Linked DNA regions of Bos taurus: region 2 is linked to region 1. Evidence: chromatin contacts called from public Hi-C data. All regions are on one chromosome and are shown on one strand. The core of a region is the stretch at or near the end of the contact, and the rest is flanking DNA. Distances in the headings are between cores, read along the strand shown.

Region 1 (4,297 bases), core at 842-3,341:
TTGCCCCCTCCCCACTTTAATTTTTTCCTGTGATCTGGGACCCAGTAGTCTGAAGGCTTAGTTCCCAGGCCCGTCCCTAAGAAGTCTTTTCTAGCAGCCCTGGATCTCTCCAGTCTCAACATTCTGCTTTCCCGACGTCGGAAACAGCCGGAAAATAAACACCCTGATGACTAAACGGTTTCTCCAGCTAGAGCCTGGGGAAGCACTAAAAATAGAGGCCACAAGTGAGGGGAGGTTCCCCAGTTGAGGGGTGGGGGGGTGGGGGGGCACTTTCCCATCGTGCTATTGCCACAGCCCCAAACCTGGCACAAGGCTCTGTTCTTCTCAGAGTCCTTGGGGACCAGGCAGATGGGCTCCCCCTGCTTACCCTGAGGTCCTTCAGGTAAGCCAGCTGTGCCTGATAGGGAAGACAGACATCTTCTGGTGCTGGGGCCCCAACTCCTAAATCTAATGGGGAACTAAGAAGCCACTTTTGGGGTCAAAATGGGACAGTTTAAATCAGGTTTCCAGAAGGAGCGGTCAGGTGGAAGAGACAGAAACCAAGGCCAAGGAAATAGCCTGCTGGCTTCCTGTCTTAAAACATAGACAAGCCTCCAACCTATTTGCAAAGCAATTCCACTGAACTTGCCTCCTCCGAGGCTCCTGTGGGATAATGGGCCTAACGGGGTCTTGCCCTTGAGTTTATTATAAAGCAGCATGGGCTATCATTCAAAGCAATCTACTTGTATGTACTAATTTAATCTTCACACCAACTTATGAGTTAGGTACTATTATCATCATCTCTATTTTACCCATGGGGTACAGGGAAGTTAAGTAATGTGCCTGTGTTCCAGTTAATAAATGGTGGAATAAGGATTTGAACCAAGATAGCTTGACTCCCCCAAAGTTGATGCCTCTAATCACCATAACATGCAGCCCCTTTCAGGGATATATTTGTCTTAGCAACCCTTAACCTAGAATTGACTCTTTGTCCAGTAAATCAGACCCAGTAGAAATCAGAGTATGTGAAGAACTGAGTGCCCTTCTGTTCTGCAAGGTTCTTTGAGATCTAAGCCAGATTCCATCATTTCGTCAAGCTCAAGGTAGGAAGCTGACATTGGAGTAACGGGGAGTAAGTCTGACAGGGTCAGTTGTCCAGTACACATGGCACCCACACTCCTGTTGCAAGGCAGGAGAGGATTCACCACACCCTGGAGCAAACAGGAATTATAAACTTTTTAAAACAGCTACTACTGCTTCTTTAATAAGATGCTTTTGGGCGTTTCCTGTGCTGGGGGAAATTAAGGTCACACCCCTTTAAATTGCCCCCTCGGCTGTAAGTGCTCTGGGGCCGCAGGCACCCGGGATTAGGTCACCCAGGAACTATGAGCTGTCGCTTTAAATTGCTGGGCGTCAGCCGGGTCCCGGGAAGGGAGGGGGCCTGTCACAGGTAGAGGGAGCAAACGAGCTCCCCAGGTAACCCCCTAGAAATGCACCTGTCTCTTTAAGTGGGGCTTCGGCACCACCCTAAGTGAGAGAGATGGAATTTTCTCAACACCTAGCATCTACCCTAAATTTATCTACTAAGACTCCCACCTCCAACTCTCTCGGAGCTTGGGGGTTGGGGGAGTTGTCGATATAGCTTGAGAGCATGGGAGAGTATACGCGGAGTCCGCTGAACCTCCCCGGAAAGGACCTCCTCAAGCGCATGGTGGCAGCAGTGCTAGGCAGCCGTCCCGCCGGCTAAAGCCGGCACCACGGGCACGGGCTGATCCCTTTAGAGGCCTCTGAGTCTTGCCCCCCCACTTTGTCTTGCTCTGTCGCTTCCTCCCTCCCTCCCTCCCTCCCGGCAGGCGGAGGGATCTGCCGCTGCCGGCGCCGCAGCCTAGCTTGGAAGGGCGGTGGGGTGGGGGCCGACCCTGCCCGGCCCGGCCGGCCCGAGGGAAGCGAGGGGCGGGGCCGCGTCTCCGGGACCGCCCCTACTCCGGCCCCGCCCCTCCGCCCCCACGGGTTCCTCCCATTGGCCCCCCCGCCTGTCCATCACCCCCGTTCCCCCACCCCTCAAGCTAGGCTGAGCTGTGCCTACGTCGGCCTCGACTCCCGGGGGCTGGAGGAGTTACCTTTGGAGCCTGAAAGGAGGAAGGAAGCAAAATATCAACAACAGCCGAGGCGGCTCGGGCGGTCGGCTCCGGTCCCCCGTCTGCCTGCCCGCTCGCGCGCCCACGACGGGGGCCCAGGCCCCCCGGCGCCGCCCAGGGCCCGCGCGGACGCCGTCCTCACTAATTATTCCCCCTGCCCGGAGCTGCGGCTTCCAGGTGCTGAAGAGCCCCGGGACTAGGGGCGAGAGCTACCCCCTCCCAGCCGTGACATCCTCCCTTCCCCCAGCGGGGCCGGTGAGTAAAGAAAAATAATGCGCCTGCCGCTTTAAGAGGCCCCCTCCCCCACCCCGTCCTGAGGTTGGGGTGGAGGGTGGTCTAGACCGTCCCCCTGAGAGGTGGGATGGGGTGGCCTCCTGGGCTGGGAGGAACTCGCGGAGCGGGCTCTTTTCGTGTGGCGTTGGTGGGAGATTACATGGGGGACTGTTTGGGTGAGGGAGTCGGCTGACGGGGACAAGTAGAGTGGGCTGTAATTCCCTTGGGTGTTGGGATCGGGGTGGGGACGGACGGCTTGGGGGCGCGCCGGTCTGTTGGTGTCCCGGGGTTACGGCGGACCCCCCAGTGGTCTGGGAAGGGGCGCCATCCTCAGAAGGGGTCTCCGGTGACAGCCAGGAGCGACTGACATTTTAACAGCCGGCCCTCCCTCCCTCTCCCTCCTCGCGCCGCCTGTTCCCTCCTCCTTGGCCCGAAATGGTGCAGAAGGGGGCCTGGGAGGGCGGCGGGAGGGTGGGGGCGGGGGGAGCCGCAGCTGTTTGGGAAGCGGGGGAGGGAGGGGGGATGTTGTTCAGATGACACCAGGGTGGTGGGTTGGGGTGTGTGAGTGTGAGTGTGTGTGTGTGTGTGTCCGGGGCCCGGGCTTGCCCGGTGCCTGTGGAGTTGGGACGCGGAGTCACCGCGGAGGTGGCCAGGCAGGGCCTTTCCTTGGGACCTCCTCGCCCTCTCCTCCCGAGACCCCTGATCTGGTTTGTCAGTAGACCCAACTGGAGAACCCCCGGCCAGAAGTTTGCAGCTGTTCAACATCTGGGCGAGAGTTCTCCAGTCGCTTTCTTCACCTATGGCAGGCTGAGCTGGGCTGGGAGTGGGGGGTCTAGTGAGTGTTGGGGGGCTTTTGGGGACGGAGAGCCAAGGAGACTGAGATGCATCTAGTCTTTTACTCCAGTGCCAGCCCCTTTCCTGTCTGGTTTGGTCTTACAGGCAGGGTCTCCTTTCCCCTAGTGATTCAAGCTAATCTCTCAAAGGCCTCCTGAGGTCTCTCCCTAATGAAAGGAGGGCTCCTGAGTGTGGGCACCCTTGGAACCACTGACTTAGGTTATCCCAGGTTTGTCCTTTGAGTGGGAGGCTTTCTCTGCCTCTTTTTAAGCAGCTCATTGTTGGTGGGTTGGGGGAGGGTACAGTGGGTGGATCCTGTGTCCCCCTTTTCAGTGCCCAGCCCCCTTTTGAGGTCTCTGTAGCCTTGGTTTCTTTGGTTTGGGTGAGTGGTCCTCCCCACCCCTTCCCCCCATTCCCTCTGTGGGTCTTCTAGGCAATTCAGGGCCCAGCCTGGACTATGGGAAGTTTAACGTCTGGGGTGGTGACCTTGGGCTGCTCTGGCCTCCAGATAGCAGGGGAGCCCAGGCCAGCAGGAGATTGGGTGTTTTGAAGTTAGGGAGCTGTCCACCTCCCACTCCCCTCCAAACCCCCAACAGGGAAGTCTTAGTAGTCAAGGAGAGTGTTGAAAAAAGCACATGTCAGTGTTCACAGATGTCCACCCTCCTGTGGCCGCCGGGTCACACCCGCCCCAGGACTTAGCCTGGCTGTCCCAGCTCCCACGGCATGCCTGGGAATGAATTTCCTTCCTGTGGTTTCCCAGTGTGTTGGGCAGAAGATGGGGGTGGGGTGGGATCAGTGTGAAGGTGGCTGAGTACCCGTTTGTATAGAGTGACTGGGGAATCACTGGAGTTCATGTGTAAGTCTTTCCCCACTTTGCCCAGCAGACATATGGACCCTTGGGTCTCAGTGGTCATACTCTCTTTGTTGTAACTTCCATGCCACCCCTCTCCCAACACTACCAGTAGGTGTTTGTAAATTTGTGTGTGTGTACATTTGTAAAGGGAAGGGTTTCTGATTTCTCTGTGGGAATGGGGAGCTTTTACTTACACTCCTTTAGAGGCCAGAGAGGTTGT
Region 2 (4,404 bases), core at 1,730-4,229, 38 kb after region 1:
GTGTCATAGACTGGAATATAGAGCTAATAGCTGCTTGTCTTCTCTAACCCCAGCCTTCATCTTCTCCAACCCATCCTACCAACTTTGGCACAACACCAATCATCCAACATCTCATGGTTCTCCGCTGCCCACCAGATAAGTCCAAACTCCTGGGCAGGGCTCCCAGGACCTTCAGAGAACTGACACAACCTCTTTTCCAGGGTTAGTCCATATGTCTCCACTGCACATACATCCCTTGGACTCTAGGCCAACCAGGCAGCACAGTCCATTCCTTGACAGACCCTTTTGCGTCTTCGCTCATGCTATCCTTTGTCTGAAATGCAGCAAACATTTATTAAGCACCTGCTCAGTGTGAAACTCTTTGTTAGGTGCTCCTGCCTCTCAACTCGCAGTTTAGTGGGGACGAGAGACAAGCGAACCAACCGTTAACACCTGAGTCAGCAGCCTGTGCTAAATGGCATATTGGAAGGATGTAACGGCTGTGGCATCAGAGGAAGCTTCCTACGGGAGGTATTTGAACTGGATTTTGAAGACATACAAATGAGGGCAGGGAAGGCATTCCCAGCTGCAGGAATAGCATGTAAGTTATGGAGGGAGAATGGTGCATTCAGGAAATCAGATACTGTGGTATGGGTCAAAGGTGTAGCAGATAAAGCAGAAGAGGGAGGCGGAAAACTTCTTTTGAAGGGCCTTGATTGCCATAATTTGGATTTTATTCTGGAGATATTTGGTCAAAGGATTTTAAGCAGAGGAGGGACTGAATCAGATTTGCATTTTAGAAAGCTTCCTGGCAGTACCAGCTCCCTCTGACAGAAATGAAGAGGGAAGCTATTCATAGTGTTGGTCACCCGTGAAGCTGTCCTTGGGACATGGGAACTCCAAGGACCATGGAAGAAGACTGGAGGGCAGGGCAAGGAGAGAGTCACACGGGGCCTCAAGCAGCATAAGGGTTTGCATTGTATAGATCAGGTGAACCAGAAATGTACTGCCCATCTGTGATCTCCTGACTTCACTAAAGGCCTGCTTGACTCCCTAGTCTTTTTTTTTTTTTGTCCATATCACATCAGGATCTTAGTTCCCTGACCAGGGATTGAACCCATGCCCCCTGCAGTGGAAGCAGTGGAAGTGTGGAGGCTTAACCACTGGACCATCAGGGAAGTCCCTTGACTCACTTCTGCTACCCTTGAACAAGGGAAAGCTCCCTGGTGTATTCTTTGGGGCACTGAAGTCAGGGAGGAGTGTTTTACTGCCCAGGGGTAACTGCGGGGTCAGGTGTGGCAGACCCAGTGCAACCCTAGAGGTCATTGGTTTTCTTTTGATAAGGGAAGATGACACTTCTTTACTAGCTACCTAGTGGATATTCAGAAGGAACTACCTGGATGGATGAAGCCAGGGCTCAGGACAAGGGCTAGGCCAGAGGCAAAAGAAGCCTGTGAGACATGAGCCTAAAGAGTACCTTAACTTCTACATGACTCAAGTCACTTTATGTGTAAAATGGGTTGCTGTGAGATTTAAATAAATATTACACATGAAGCACTTAAGACCCGTTTCTGATCCATAATAAGTGCTCTGTCAGTGTTATGTTTATTACTGCCACCTGTAAAGACATGAAAATAGATGAGCTTACTTGGGTAAGAAGAGTTTCTATGGAGGAAAAAAAAAAAATCCTGTTCTACAATCCTTATTTCTTTGAAAACTTTCCTATCATTCAAGCTTTTACTCCTACAATTTTCCTTCCATTAACCTTTTGCTGATTTCCCCCATCCTACCCAGCTGCCTATGTTCTTGTCTTATGAATTGTCTTAGGAATCTGCCCCTTCTTTATAGCTCCTACCACATTACCTGAAACTGTAGGTAGTAGTTTCTATTTTCTCTCTATAACTGGACTGAAAGCGCCTCTTAAAAATTTATTGCCTCACCCATTTTTGTGTCTGGCTCAGTGCCTGGCACAGAGTATGTGTTCAGTCAGATAAAATGAGATAATGCATGTGAAAGTGCACTTCATAAACTGTAGTGCTACCAACTACAAAGGATTTTTTTTTTCCCCTGAAGGGCGTGGTGACTTTCTGCAGCTTTTCTACTTTCCAGCACCAGACCCAGTGGGGCCAAGGAATGTAGATTCGTTTCTTCTAGTTATCACTCCACTTTAGAATGAGAACCCAGTGGGCTCCTGCCCCTCTTTGGGTGACTCTTGGGAGGTGGGAAGCAGAGGGTGGTATCTGTTCCAGCCAAGGACATCAAGCAGTTCCCTGTAGCTCATGTTCTTGTGACTCACCCCTCAGTCCCATGGGCTGAGTAACTTTTCCAGCCTTGTGATTGTGGAAACTTGTTTCAGGAACAGCAAGCGGATGGGTAAGGCGACCCCACCCCAGGCTCTGAAGCGATTCCTACCGAGCCCATAGAGATTGCTTGTTTCTGATTCCAAACTTAAAGTCATTCGGTGTCACTGCCAGTCTAAGGGGCACGTCCAGTCCCCTGCTCTATTTCACAGCTGGTAAGCCCTAGTCCCAAAAGTAAAAAAAAAAAAAAAAAAAAACCCGGCTCTCAAGTTCTTTCCACAGCGCCTCACGCAGTTCCCAGGTATAAATCGCTTGAGCCCAGGCTTTATTCGGCTTCCAGTTGGGCTGATTTGCGTTTACCCCCGCCCCCTTTGCTTTGTACTCGTTTCCACGTGTTTACAGCTCCTTGGCCTCACTCGGGCAGTTTGGCCTCTAGTAAAGTGAGGTAACCGCCTTCGCAGCGTGGCTGCACAGAGTCACTCCCATTTACTGCGCATCAGCCGCCACGTGCCAAATAAAAGCTGGTGACGACGCCCGAGGACCCAAAAGGGAAGAGGAAGGGGAAGGACTCCGCCTATAGGGAGGTCACGCGCCCGCCAAACCCCCGCCATCACGTGACCGTGGCGCCAGTCCTCACAGCCCTCAGCTGGGAGCGGAGGCTGGCCCTGGCGCCTAGGTGCCCAATCCCTGCGCTGCCAGCCAGTGCTGGGTGGGACCATGAAGTGATTCAGGATTAGGGAAGAGGAGAATCTCCATCTAAGGCGAAGGTGAAGAAGGGAGGGACGAAGCAATAAGGCACTTGTTTAACCTGTCCCACTGGGCTGTAAGTTCCCATGGAGGCAGCGATCGCCGTTCCAAAGGGCCTCGGGCAGCGTGTGGCATACAGTCGGTGCTCAACAAATGACTAGCAACTACCCCTCGGATGCTGCCGGAAGCTGCGCTGTCCCTGTCTCCCTTTACACCGACTCCCTCATTCACCCACGCCAAGGCAGTCATTTGGCAGCGGGTGACCCAAGTTTACTGCCCGGGCCCAGGCACTCCTCAAACAGTTCGTACACACCGGCATGGGTGCGGACAAAGACTCAAATCCACTCCTAGGCCCCGCCTCCACCGAAGGGCGGGAAGTGGGTTTTGAGGCTCACTCCATTGGCTCGTCCAATGACGGATGGGGCTGTTAGCCAGCCGCAGCCTAGACAAGACGCATGCGTACACAAAAGATTCAGCCCCTGTAAGGGAAAAACCCCAAGCGGAGCGAGCCAATTTTGGCTGGGTCTCATCAGAACCTCGACGAAGAGATGCGCAGGCGTGAATTTAACTGCCTGTCGTCTTGCCCAGTTCGAGGGGAAGGGAGCGCCCTCTGGCCGTTTTCCCGGATGTTTAGCCTCCGTCTGCAGTTTGGCCAGATCTGGCACTACCTGGAGGATCCCGAAGAAAGGAAGAATCCAGGTCCCTGCCCTCGGGGGTGACACGGCCGTCCCCAAACAGCCAGGGAGCCCTGTTTGTAGAGGCCCTTCTGGAAACTGGGGGCCAACAGTGATGTCAATATTAATTTGACCAAAGCGAAGTTTACCAAGACCATTGTTTCCACTGTCTCAGGAGTTCCTCACAAAACAAACACAAACAAAACCCCCTCCAGTTAGCTTAAAGAAAGAAGTGGAGGCTCAGGAAGGCGAAGGGATGAGGCCGAGGACACTGCCTTATGAGGGTGACACCGGGACTGAAACCCAGACCCACCCATACAGTACTCTCCTACCATGATAAGGCACCTCCCTGCTCTCCAAGGAATTTATGTCTAGTTGAGATGATGCCACTTAAGATATAGGAAAAGTGATGGTACAATTTCAATCCATTTTAAAAACAGTGACTACTAGAGGCGTTCAGAGTGGGAAAGGTGAGGCTGCATCAAGGAGATGAACTTCAAAGTATGTATAATTAGAAGTATGTATAATTGACTAAATCTTAAGAACTGTGAAAAGAAGAGAAGCGAAAAGCAAAGGAGAAAAGGAAAGATATTCCCATTTGAATGCAGAGTTCCCAAGAATAGCAAGGAGAGATAAGAAAGCCTTCCTCAGTGATCAAAGCAAAGAAATAGAGGAAAACAACAGAATGGGAAAGACTAGAGATC

Evidence for each region. Hi-C and Micro-C count contacts between places; a contact is called where the count stands out from the background.
Region 2: a Hi-C map of skeletal muscle shows a contact between it and region 1, with 2.6 times the contacts expected there. The contact joins the enhancer-like site here to the promoter of MEF2D in region 1. A contact is called at or near these places in 2 of 11 Hi-C or Micro-C datasets (liver and skeletal muscle).

What each region holds. Positions count from the first base shown.
Region 1 is chr3:14,327,326-14,331,622 of ARS-UCD2.0, forward strand. MEF2D (myocyte enhancer factor 2D) reads left to right here and starts at 2,092. Exons shown (of 11, transcript NM_001205178.2): 1 at 2,092-2,372. It overlaps LOC132344829 (a long non-coding RNA gene), which reads right to left and starts at 2,000. Exons shown (of 2, transcript XR_009493848.1): 1 at 1-2,000.
Region 2 is chr3:14,364,207-14,368,610 of ARS-UCD2.0, forward strand. No RefSeq gene overlaps it. Among named protein-coding and RNA genes, the nearest start is that of MEF2D, 37 kb to the left of the region's middle. Within about 2 kb of position 2,980, at least 83 of the 102 cell types and tissues checked have an H3K27ac peak or open chromatin away from gene starts, as enhancers often do. A contact at or near this core is called in liver and skeletal muscle, where this site is marked.